2 separate regions of the Sus scrofa genome follow, and region 1 is linked to region 2. A link is a contact called in public Hi-C data. All regions are on one chromosome and are shown on one strand. Each heading gives the region's core, a stretch centred on a gene start, on an enhancer-like site or on the middle of the called end of the contact. The rest is flanking DNA. Distances are from core to core; before and after follow the strand shown. Region 1 has its middle 27 kb from the start of VIM. Region 2 overlaps CUBN (cubilin).

Region 1 (5,327 bases), core at 2,449-4,948, 180 kb before region 2:
TCTAAACCAAAAGGATGCAAGGATGATAGTTGCTGTCCTATTTCCATTTAATTCACCAGTGTGAGCCTTGCTGAAACTAGCTGGATCCAGGAGAATGACCCAAGACCATTGCGTGCTCAGCCAAGTTGGAGCCCCAGTTTCATCCGCTGTGCTTGATGTAGCACTGTGGCTAGAGCGGATGAATAAATGCCTCAGAGGAATGGTGTGCAGCCATTGATTTGACAAAATGAGGTGGGGGCTGTTTTCTAGTCTTATCAGAAAGAGCGTGCATTCGCATGGAATGGACAGGCACATTCATTTACAGTTTTGCTTCAGGCTTCTCTGAACACTCCCGCTGTCAGTCATGATAAAATCTAGAGATTCCATAGGCTGTCACATCGATCCATTACATCAGTGCTGCCATGCTGATTGAGCAGGGCCGGGAAGAGGCGGTGGGGACCCTGGAGGCCTTGAGAAGAAACATGCGCTCTGGAGGTCATGTCAGAGTCATGTCAGAGTCAGGGACCTGCCCCTTCAGTAAAGTACGAGGGTCCAGCGGTCAGAGGCAAGCCTCGATATTCCTGGCAAAGTGAAAACCTGACACCTGCATCTTTTTCTTTCTTTCTTTCTTTTTTTTTTTTGCCACCCCAAGACATGGAGTTCCCAGGCCAGGGATCAGATCTGAGCTGAGCTACAGTTGGAACCTAAGCCACAGCTTTGGCTATGCCAGATCCTTAACCCACTGTGCTGGGCCAGGAATTGAACCTGCATCCCAGTGCTTCCAAGATGCTGCTGATCCCATTGCACCACAGTGGGAACATCCTCTTTTTTAAAAAAGCCACATCTACGGCATATGGAAGTTCCCCAGTTAGGGGTCTAATTGGAGCTGCAGCTGGGATCTATGGCACAGCCACAGCCACACCAGATCTGAGCCACATCTGCAGCTTACATGGTAGCTTGCAGCAATACTGGATCCTTAACCTGCTGAGCGAAGCCAGGGATCAAACCCGCATCCTCACAGACACTATGTTGGGTTCTTAACCCACTGAGCCACAAGGAGAACTCTGATAATTGTATCTTGATCTTTTTCCAGAAGAAGAGAGCACACTACCTCTTAGATGACTTTGGGTTATGGAGACAAATTCCACATGGAAATGATGCTCTGATCCAAACACCAGGTAACACACAAGGCTGCCCGCTCTGTGGAGCCCAGAGCAGGATAAGTGTCTGCAGCAGGTGGTATAAGAGCCTTGATGCTTTGCCCATACAATCCAGCTGACTTTTTCCTGTTGGACGAGTCCATGGTGTAATTTACGGGAAGTCCTAGTGGGAGAAGAATTATGCAGACCCCTAAGTTCTAAAGAAAGTCCATATCATCTGCAATGGAGAATTCTACATCTTCTGAGCAACAGCTCTCACCATGGACCCTAATAGGGATGGAAATGATACATACAGAATCGAGCCTGAGCTGGACCAGAGAGCGCAGGTAAGCTGCAGGAGCTGGTAGCCCAGACACCGTGTCACCGTCTGTGGTTGCATTGGTAGGCCTTCCTTGTAGACCTCCAGCTCTCCTGGGGCCATGTGGGGGAAGAAGTGCCATAAAACCAGCAAAAACTTGCACTTGGTGTACAGGTGGTTGGGCTCAGTTTGTGGGTAGAAGCTGGAATACCTGGTGGCTCTACTGCAGCCACATCCAGATGGCCTTGAAAGACAGTAGGGTGGGGATGGGAGCAAAGCTCTTCCTAATGAGTAGGGATGCCAGTGACACATCTGGCATAGAAGGCATAGCAGCTCAAAGTCAGACTATATAGAGATTCCTGGCCTGAGACCTACAGCGTGGCTAGCCGGCCAAGAGCCTGGAAAGAAGAGGCCTGGACCCTTAGATACAAGGAGGGCTGAGGGAGAGGCATATGGAGGGGACTATGGGAGATGCACAGTGTGAAAATTTTTGTATCAATTAATGCCAGCCAGAAAGCATCCCACCACAGAAGAAACACTGAACAACCATGTAGACAGAATGACTCTGCAGTTGACATTAGCCAGCCATCATGATCCACCACCTTGGAACTGAACAATAGCTAGCTAAACAGAATGGCCACAGTGGCAAACTTGGAGACTACACATGTGCCCAACGGTGTGGACACCCATTTCCCAAGGGCGATCCAGCTCCTGCTTACTCAGGTTAGTATGCTCGGGCCATGTTATAGCTTTGGAGGTTCTCTGCCCTTAAAATGCATGTTTCTTGGTCCAGCTACTATGGAGAAGAGTATGGAGGTACCTTAAAAACCAAAAATAGAGTTACCATATAATCCCGCAATCTCATGGTTATATGTTGGGAAAAAAAAAATTCTACTTTGAAAAGATGCATGCACCCCAATGTTTGTATCAGCACTCTTTACAATAGCCAAGACCTGGAAACAACTTAAATGTCCATCATAGAGGAGTAGATAAAGAAGATATGGGTGTGTGTGTGTGTGTGTAATGGAATATATAATTCCATATACATACACAATGGAATATTAGCCATTAAAAAGAGTGAAAATAATGGCACTTGCAGCAACATGGATGGACCCAGAGATTTTCATGCGAAGTGAAGTAAGTCAGACAGAGATAAATATATGATATCACTTAACATGTGGAATCTTTTTTAAAATGATGCAAATGAACTTATTTACAAAACAGACGTAGACTCACAGATGTAGAAGACAAACTTATGGTTATCAAAGGAGAAAGGGATAAATTAGGTTGGGATTAGCAGATACACACTACTGTATATAAAAGATATAACCAACAAGAACTGACTATATGGCACGGGGAAATATAGTCACTATCTTATAATAACTTATAATGGAAAAGAATCTGAAAAAGAATATAAATATATATATCTGAATCACTTTGCTGTATACCTGAAACTAACACAACATCCTAATAATTCAATAAAAAATTGTTTTGGGAAAAAACATACTTCTTTCTCCTCTGGGCAGCTAATTGGATGCTATACTTTATCTTCTCAAGCTTTGGCCTAAAGACAATAGTCCATCCTTGGCAGAAACATGATTATAGCATATTTTTAGAACACACACACACACATAAAAACAGTATTGGGATTAAAACTTTGTGTCATTTTGGTGGTCTCACATTTTACAAACTTTTGGGGGGGCTCACATTTTACGAATTCCAACTTGATTAATAGATCCATTTAAAAGAAGGTCCATTGGCCAAATCACATGAACATAGAGCTGCTTTGAAATAGGTCACCTTGTATTTTTTTCTTATCAACCATTTTAGATGCTGTTCCCATTACAAAATCTCATGTAAGCAGAAACTAAAATCTCATCAGCATGATATGGTCAAGAGGACTTTATGGTCAAGCCAAGAAATGTCATTACCCCTCGGTACTGAAAGCCAGGCCTTGGTCTGAGTATAACAAATTCTTGAGTAGAACAAACTGGAACTGCCTGAGTGACATTCTGTTTCAGCTCCGGTCTGGCAGTTTGACGCCAAAGAACTCAAACAGTCCCTGGTGGGCCTGAAAGTTGACCCCTCAGAACAGCCAGTGTGATTTGCTGAAACACATGGCAGTTAGAGCAAAAATTGCCTGTTTCTGTCAAACTCCACAGGGAGAAACATTTTGAAATGTATTCTGCCTGGAGCTGATTGCATCGTTTCATAGGCAGTTCACCCCATCTGCCACCTGGGGACAGCGTCAACCTCTCCATGTTTAGTTCTCACAGTAAACCAGTGTAAGATCCATGAGTCACAGGCAGAAAGAGGGTTTGTCTGGAGATGATGAGGAGAACATTCAGTTATCTGACTCGATCCGTGACCCTACATCTATTGTTGGTGGTCTATATTATCCACATTTAATTGGAATTGAAAGATGGGATTTGTTGGCTGGGGTGAAATAGACAATGAGTGGGAAAAGAAAGGCTTTGGAGATGGTCAAACATAATGCAAGCTTCCTATAGTTAATGTTAGACTTTATGTTAATATAAAATTAATTTTGCTTTTGGACGGTGAGCTATTAGGTATGGAATTTCTGAATTGTCAAGAAAATCTTTGGCACCTCAAGGGATGCGAAAACCATCCAGTCATTGTCTCTTTTTCAAGGTATATGTTGCTTCACATTCAGGACGACGGGGGCTGAAAGAGAAGGTTGGCTCTCTCTTATAGAAAGGCTTCAGGAAAAGCTTTGGATATACAATGGTATATCTCCCATTTAAGGGTCCTTCTCTCCATGATTTTCCAGTTAGATGGTTAGAACAGTGCCCAGTCTATCATAAAGCAAATTTCCATGTACTTGGTGTGATGAAGGGAATGCCTCTGTCCCCTCAAAATGCATAGGTTGAAAGCCCTAAACCCCAGTGTGAAGGTAGGTGGAGGGGCCTTTGGAGGTAATTAGGGTTAGATGAGGTCATAAGAATGGGGTCCGCACAATAGGATTAGTGCCCTTATAAGAGACCAGGAAGCCAGCTCTCAGTCTCTCTCTAACTCTCTCTGCCATAGGAGGTCCCAGGGAAAAGACAGCCATCTGCACACCAGGAAATGGGCTCTCATCAGATACCAAATCTACCGGCACCTTGATCTTGGAATTCTCAGTCTCCAGATCTGTGAGAAATACATGTTTGTTGTTTAATACACTCAGTTTATGATATTTTGCTATCATAGACCAAACTAAGATGCATGGGGTTTTGGGGGGGCGTGCTCTATGATATTCCCTTGAGGTCTATCTCTACACCGATATTACACCCTTTTATTTTACTCGAGTCCTATCTGGTAAGGCATATCTTTCCGAGGTAGTGTTCATCTAAAAGAGTGTCTTATTTCTTCTCATCCCTTTGCTTTTCTTTGCACGTAATTTGTCTGTGGGTAGTTTTTTCAAAGAAGCAGTGATATTCTTTGCAATTAATGACAGTTTTATCTCTTCTTTCTGTCATTATGCTTTTAATCTTTTTTTTTTTTTTTTCCTGTAGTGCAGTATTGGATAGGAGCAGAGAGAGTGGGCATCCTTGTTTTTCTTGGTCTTAAAGGGAATAATTCCATTATTTCATGATTGTTTTTCAAGTTTACTCTTGGTTTCTTTTAGCTATCTCATCGCAACTTAAAAAAGGGCCTCTATATTCCTATTTTGCTAAAAGTTTTTATAACAATTCGGTGTTGACTTTTATGGAATTTTTTTCTGTGTCTCTTAAGTAGATCATACGGTTTTTGTTTTTGTTTCTGTCTTTTCTAGGGCCACACCCACAGCATACGGAGGTTCCCAGGTTAGGAGTTCATCAGAACTGCAGCCGGCAGCCTATGCCACAGCCCCAGCAATGTGGGATCTGAGCTGCGTCTGTGACCTACAC
Region 2 (5,515 bases), core at 2,136-4,635:
AAAAATGCCATTGGTATTTGATTTTAATTGTAGATTAAATCTGTAAATTGCTTTGGATAGTATGGTCATCTTAATAATATTCTTCCAATTCATGAGCATAGATATCTTTCCATTTGTTTTTGTTGTCTTCAATTTCTTTCATCATATCTTATAGTTTTCAGACTACAAGTCTTTTACCTCTTTGGTTGGATTTATTCCTAGGTATTCTTTTAATGTAATTGTAAATGAGACTGTTTCCTTACTTTCTCTTTCTGATACCTTATTATGAGTGTACAGAAATGAAACTGATTTTTGTACATTAATCATATATCCTGCAACTTTACTGAATTCATACATTAGTTCTAGAGTTTCCTTGGTGTTATCTTTACTATTTTCTCTATATAGTATCATATCTTCAAACTGACAGTTTTACTGCTTCCTTTCCAACTTGGATTCCTTTTCTTTTTATTGTCTAATAGCTATGACTAGGTCTTCCAATACTAGGTGAAATAAAAGTGGAGGGAGTAACCATCCTTGTCTCATTTCTGATCATAAAGGAAATGATTTCAACATTTTTTTTTTTAACTGTTGAGTATGATGTTGGCTGTAGGTTTGTCATATATGACCTTTCTTATGTTGAGATATGTGCCCTCTCTGACCACTTTCTTGAAAGTTTTTATAAGTAGGTATTGAATTTTGTCAAAAAGTTTTTCTGCATCTATTGAGATGATCATATGGTTTTTATTCTTTGTTAATGTTGCCTATCATATTGATTACATTATAGATATTGAACCATCCTTTTGTTCCTGGTATAAATTCCTTTCGATTATGGTGTGTGACCCTTTTAATGTATTGCTGAATTTGGTTTGCTGATATTGTCTTGAGTAGATCTATTTTTTTAGTCTTAATTTCATTTATTTATGCTCTGATCTTTACGATTTATTTCCTTCTACAAACATGGGGATTTTTTTGTTATTCTTATTATAATTCCCTTAGATGTACAATTAGATTGTTTATTTGAGATTTTCCTTAGTTCCTGAGATAAGCTTCTATCACTATTAACTTCTGCCTTAGAAATGTTTTTTATGTGTGTCCTAGATTTTGGATCATTGTGATTATATTTTTTATTCATCTCCAGGTATTTTTTGATTTCTTCTTGATTTCTTCAGTGACCAATTGGTAGTTTAGTAGCATATTTTTTAGCCTCCACATCTTTGTATTTTTTTCTTTTTTTTCAGATTTTTTTCCTTATAATCAATTTCTAGTCTCATACTGTTGTGGTCAGAAAAGATGCTTGATATGATTTCAATCTTATTAAATTTATTGAAATTTGTTTTGTGGCCTAATATGTGATCTACCCTGGAGAATGTTCCATGTGCACTTGAAAAAAAATGTGTATTCTGCAGCTTTGGGATGGAATATTTATATACAAACATTATGTATAGTCCATCTGGGCTAATGTGTCATTTAAGGCCAATGTTTTCTTATTGATCTTCTCTCTGGATAATCTGTCCATTGATGTAAGTGGGTGTTAAACTATAAAGACTATTATTGTTACTGTCAATTTCTCCCTCTATATTTGTTGATATTTGCTTTATGTATTTAGGTATGCCTATGTTGGGTGCATATATACATATAATTGTTATACCTTCTTGTCAGATTGATCCCCAATCATCTAATACCCTTCTTTTTTTCTTGTTTCAGTCTTTGTTTTAGAGTCTATTTTGTCTTATATAAGTGTTGCTACTCCAGATTTCATTTCTATTTATATGGAATACCATTTAAAATTTCTTGTAAATCTGGCTTACTGTTGCAGAACACTTTTAGCTTTTGCTTGTCTATAAAACTATCTTTCCTTCAAATCTGAATAATGTCTTTCCAGATAGAGTATTCTTGATTGTATGTATTTTCTTTTTATCACTTCAAAGATATTCTTACTCTCCCTTCTGGCTTAAAAAGTTTCTGCTGAAAAGTCAGCTTATAGTTGTATGGGAATTCCCAGGTGTGTAATGAGTTGCTTTTCTCTTGCTGCTTTCAATATTCTCTCTTTGCTTTTTATTTTTTTTTCCATTTTAATTACAATGTAATTAAGAGGTTCTTGGTTTGAACCTCTTTGGTTTCATCTTGTTTGATACTCTCTGTGCTTATGGGACCTGAATGTCTGTTTTCCTTTCCCAGGTTAGGGAGGTTTTCAGATATTATTTCTTTAAATAAGTTCTCTGCCCCTTCTATCTCTCTTCTCTTTCTTGGACCCCTTTAATGTGAATGTTATTACACTTGATGTTGTCCTAGAGGTCTCTTAAACTGTTCTCGTTCTTAAAAAGCCTTTTTTTTGTTTTCAACCTGGGGGATTTCCAATACTATCTCTTCTGGTTTTCTGATTCATTGATTCCTTCTAGTGTACTTTCTATTTCAGTTATTGCATTCTTAAGCTCTGTTTGTTATCTTCTTTATATTTTCTCTGTTAAACTTCTCACTGTGTTCATCATTCTTTTCCAAAGTTCATTGAGTATCTTTAAGATCATTACCTTGAACTCTTTATTGAGTAGATTGCTTGTCTCCACTATGTTTAGTTCCTTTTCAGAGTATTTGCCTTGTTCCTTCATTTGGAACATATTTCTCTGTCTCCTCGTTTTGCCAGATTCTCTGTGTTTATTTTTATGTGTTATGTAGATAGGTCACATTTCTCAATCTTGGAGAAGTGGCCTTATGTAGGAGATGTCTGATGGGGCCTGCTACATATTCCCCACTTGTCAATATGCTAGAACTATATGCTCTAGGAGTGCCCTCTTTGTGGGCTGAGTGGCCCTTTCTGTTGTGACAGAACCAATTGCTCTGGGCACAGTGGTAGGTGGGACTGACTCCTGACCCATTTGCTTTTAAGCCTGATTTTTTGTGTTGCTGCCAACCCACTAGTGGGTGGGTCCAAGCCCCAGTATGGCTGGCCATGTGGCCTGAGGTATTGTTGAGCTAGTGCTGGGCCCACCGTTTGATGGGGCTAGGTCCTACATGGCTGGCCACATAGCTGGAGGGGGGTGTCTCAGAGCTGGTGATGGGCCTACTTTTAGGTAGGGCTGTGTTCTTGTATGACTGGCCACATGGCCTATGAGGTCCTGGGGTGGATGCCGGTCTGCTGGTGGGTGTGACCAGGTCCTGGGATGACTGGATACAGGACTGAGGAGCTGATGCTGGTGGCAGCCCACTGGTGGTCAGATAAGCCCCTGGTACTAATAGGCTAGGGGGAAGACTCTGAAATGGCCCTTGCCAGCACAAGTATCTTTGTGGTAGAAGGAGGTCCCCAAAATGGTTGCCACCAATGTCTTTGTCCCCACAAGGAGTCCTAGTTGCTTCCTGGCTCTCTGGCGCCTGTCTGAGATCAGCAAGCAGGTCTGACTCAGGCTCTTTTTAAACTACTGCCTCTGCACCATGACTCATAGCATGTGAGATTTTGCGTGCTTTCTTTCAGAGCAGAATCTCTGTTTCCCATGGCCCTCTGTCTCTCACGTACATCAGCCCCACTGGCCTTTACAGCCAGACCTTCTGGGGCTCATCTTCCTAGTGTAGTTCCCCTGGGGCTTGGGAGTCGGATATGGAGCTGAGACCCCTCACTTCTTGGGAAGAACTTATGTGATTATGAGCATCCTCCCATTTGTGGGGCAACTCCCTGGGGGCCTGGGTCTTAACTGTATTGTGTCTCTGACACTTCCACCTGTCTGATTATAGTTCCTTATTTATATCTTTTGTTGTGGAAAATATTTTCTGCTAGTCTTCAGGTCATTCTCATGGATAGATAGTTGCTCTGAATAGTTATAAACTTGGTGTGACTATGGGAGAGGGTGACCTCTGGGTCTTTCTACTCTACCATCTCCACCCACCGCTGTGTCTAAGTTCTTAATTTACTCAGACGTTTGCTGACTGTATAACCTCGGACAAGTCTTTATTGGGATACTTGAGTTCCTACCTCTATGAGAAACCCTACATTTTCCTCAAAACTTTGTAAGGATACATCAAGGAAATAAATCATAAAAATAGATTAAAAGTTAAAACCATTGTAGAAATGCAAAGTGTTCTCAGGCCAAATTGCTGACTCCTGTCTTGCACTTATTAGTTCGAAGACATTCAATGAGGCCCTTTCATGGTGGGCCATTGAAGTATCAATATTCTGATGTGCGCACATACCCACAAAGTCTCGATCAAATTTCCTTCAAGGGTCATTAATGGAAAAAATAAAAGAACTCTGTTATTAGGAGGACAGGTCATGTACGGTGATTTGAATAATTGAATAGACTTTTCTAATGTATCCTTGACCGTCTTAAAGTAATACAACTAATGGATTTATAGAACTTTAGCACCAGCAAGGGCCTCAGAGGTCATTTAATCTAAATCCTTAATTTTACAAATGAGAAAATTGAGGTCACAAGGTCTAACTCTAGTTATTGTCAGAACAGGATTTATATATATCTACAGAGTATTCTAGATAGGTGTGTGATGGCTTCGATCAAAGTTCTAGCCAGTAATCTTATCTATTTATTGGGAAAATTTGTGAACTAAGCCTCTTTTGGAAAAGTACATCCACTTCTTTTCATATGCTTCAGACAGTGGGTATTGAAGAATGTGATACAGGAAGGATCCAATTCAAATGACCTTATTATGACTCAGCATATTGCTCCCCAAAATAGTGGTTTTATTTTTTTAAAGGTATACTTAAAAATGACCATGTTTTATCAAAGGAATAAAAAAAAAAAATGAGACTGGTATTTAAGATACATTGGCGGTTTGGAGGGAGGGTGACCTTGCCGTTTCTCAACTCTATTTGTGAAAGAGAGAGAGAGAGAGACCACCCCCCCAAAGTTTTAGAAAGAGCAAAGAATAGGGAGGTAATTCTAGAGAGAGGTGAGAGAATGATAGTCGGAACCTTTCTTTTGAGTCTGAATAGATGTGATTTAAGAATCTCAAATCTTCTCCTTTTGTAGTTCCAGATATCTTGTTGCCATGAGAACATGCCCTTTAAATGTAGATTAAGATGCGAATGCCTAGTGTATCTCTTTCATATAGAGTCTGGTTTTGAAAGACTTTTTGCTCTGTAAGAGAGCTCCGTAAACATTTCTTTGAGAATGAAATATAACTATTTAACAAATGTGGTATTGCCCAGATTCATGGCAGCATCTCTTTCTTTTTCTTTTGTTATTAAACAGGAAACACACACTTATGTATTAATTCTTGGATTTATATTGCTACGGCAAATACAATCTCCAGTTCTAAAAGTGTACATTGCCCCCAGGTGATGTGATGTGGCTGGTAGCAGAAGAATTAGGCATAGCAAGAATAGATCAACTCTCGGTCCATCTGTTTTTGTCGATGAGAGCTTTTAAATTATATAGAATGGTTCAATGAATGTGATAGAACCATCTTTCCAGAATAAAAAGAAGCAGCTCTCATTAATATTTCATAAGCAAATGAAGCCATCAGAACTCTGACTGAAGGACACATAAGGTAGTAATGAAAGTTTAATTTTTAATCCCAGTGAAGGCAAGTA

What was found. Hi-C and Micro-C count contacts between places; a contact is called where the count stands out from the background.
Region 1: a Hi-C map of embryonic fibroblasts shows a contact between it and region 2, with 3 times the contacts expected there. The contact joins two enhancer-like sites. A contact is called at or near these places in 3 of 47 Hi-C or Micro-C datasets (embryonic fibroblasts and epiblast stem cells) and 1 of 2 datasets of contacts at active chromatin or transcription factors (alveolar macrophages).

Annotation. Positions count from the first base shown.
Region 1 is chr10:43,540,727-43,546,053 of Sscrofa11.1, reverse strand. No RefSeq gene overlaps it. Among named protein-coding and RNA genes, the nearest start is that of VIM, 27 kb to the right of the region's middle. Within about 2 kb of position 3,698, at least 6 of the 83 cell types and tissues checked have an H3K27ac peak or open chromatin away from gene starts, as enhancers often do. A contact at or near this core is called in alveolar macrophages and embryonic fibroblasts, where this site is marked.
Region 2 is chr10:43,364,296-43,369,810 of Sscrofa11.1, reverse strand. The region is part of intron 17 of CUBN (cubilin); the gene reads left to right. Among named protein-coding and RNA genes, the nearest start is that of CUBN, 48 kb to the left of the region's middle. Within about 2 kb of position 3,385, at least 14 of the 83 cell types and tissues checked have an H3K27ac peak or open chromatin away from gene starts, as enhancers often do. A contact at or near this core is called in alveolar macrophages and embryonic fibroblasts, where this site is marked.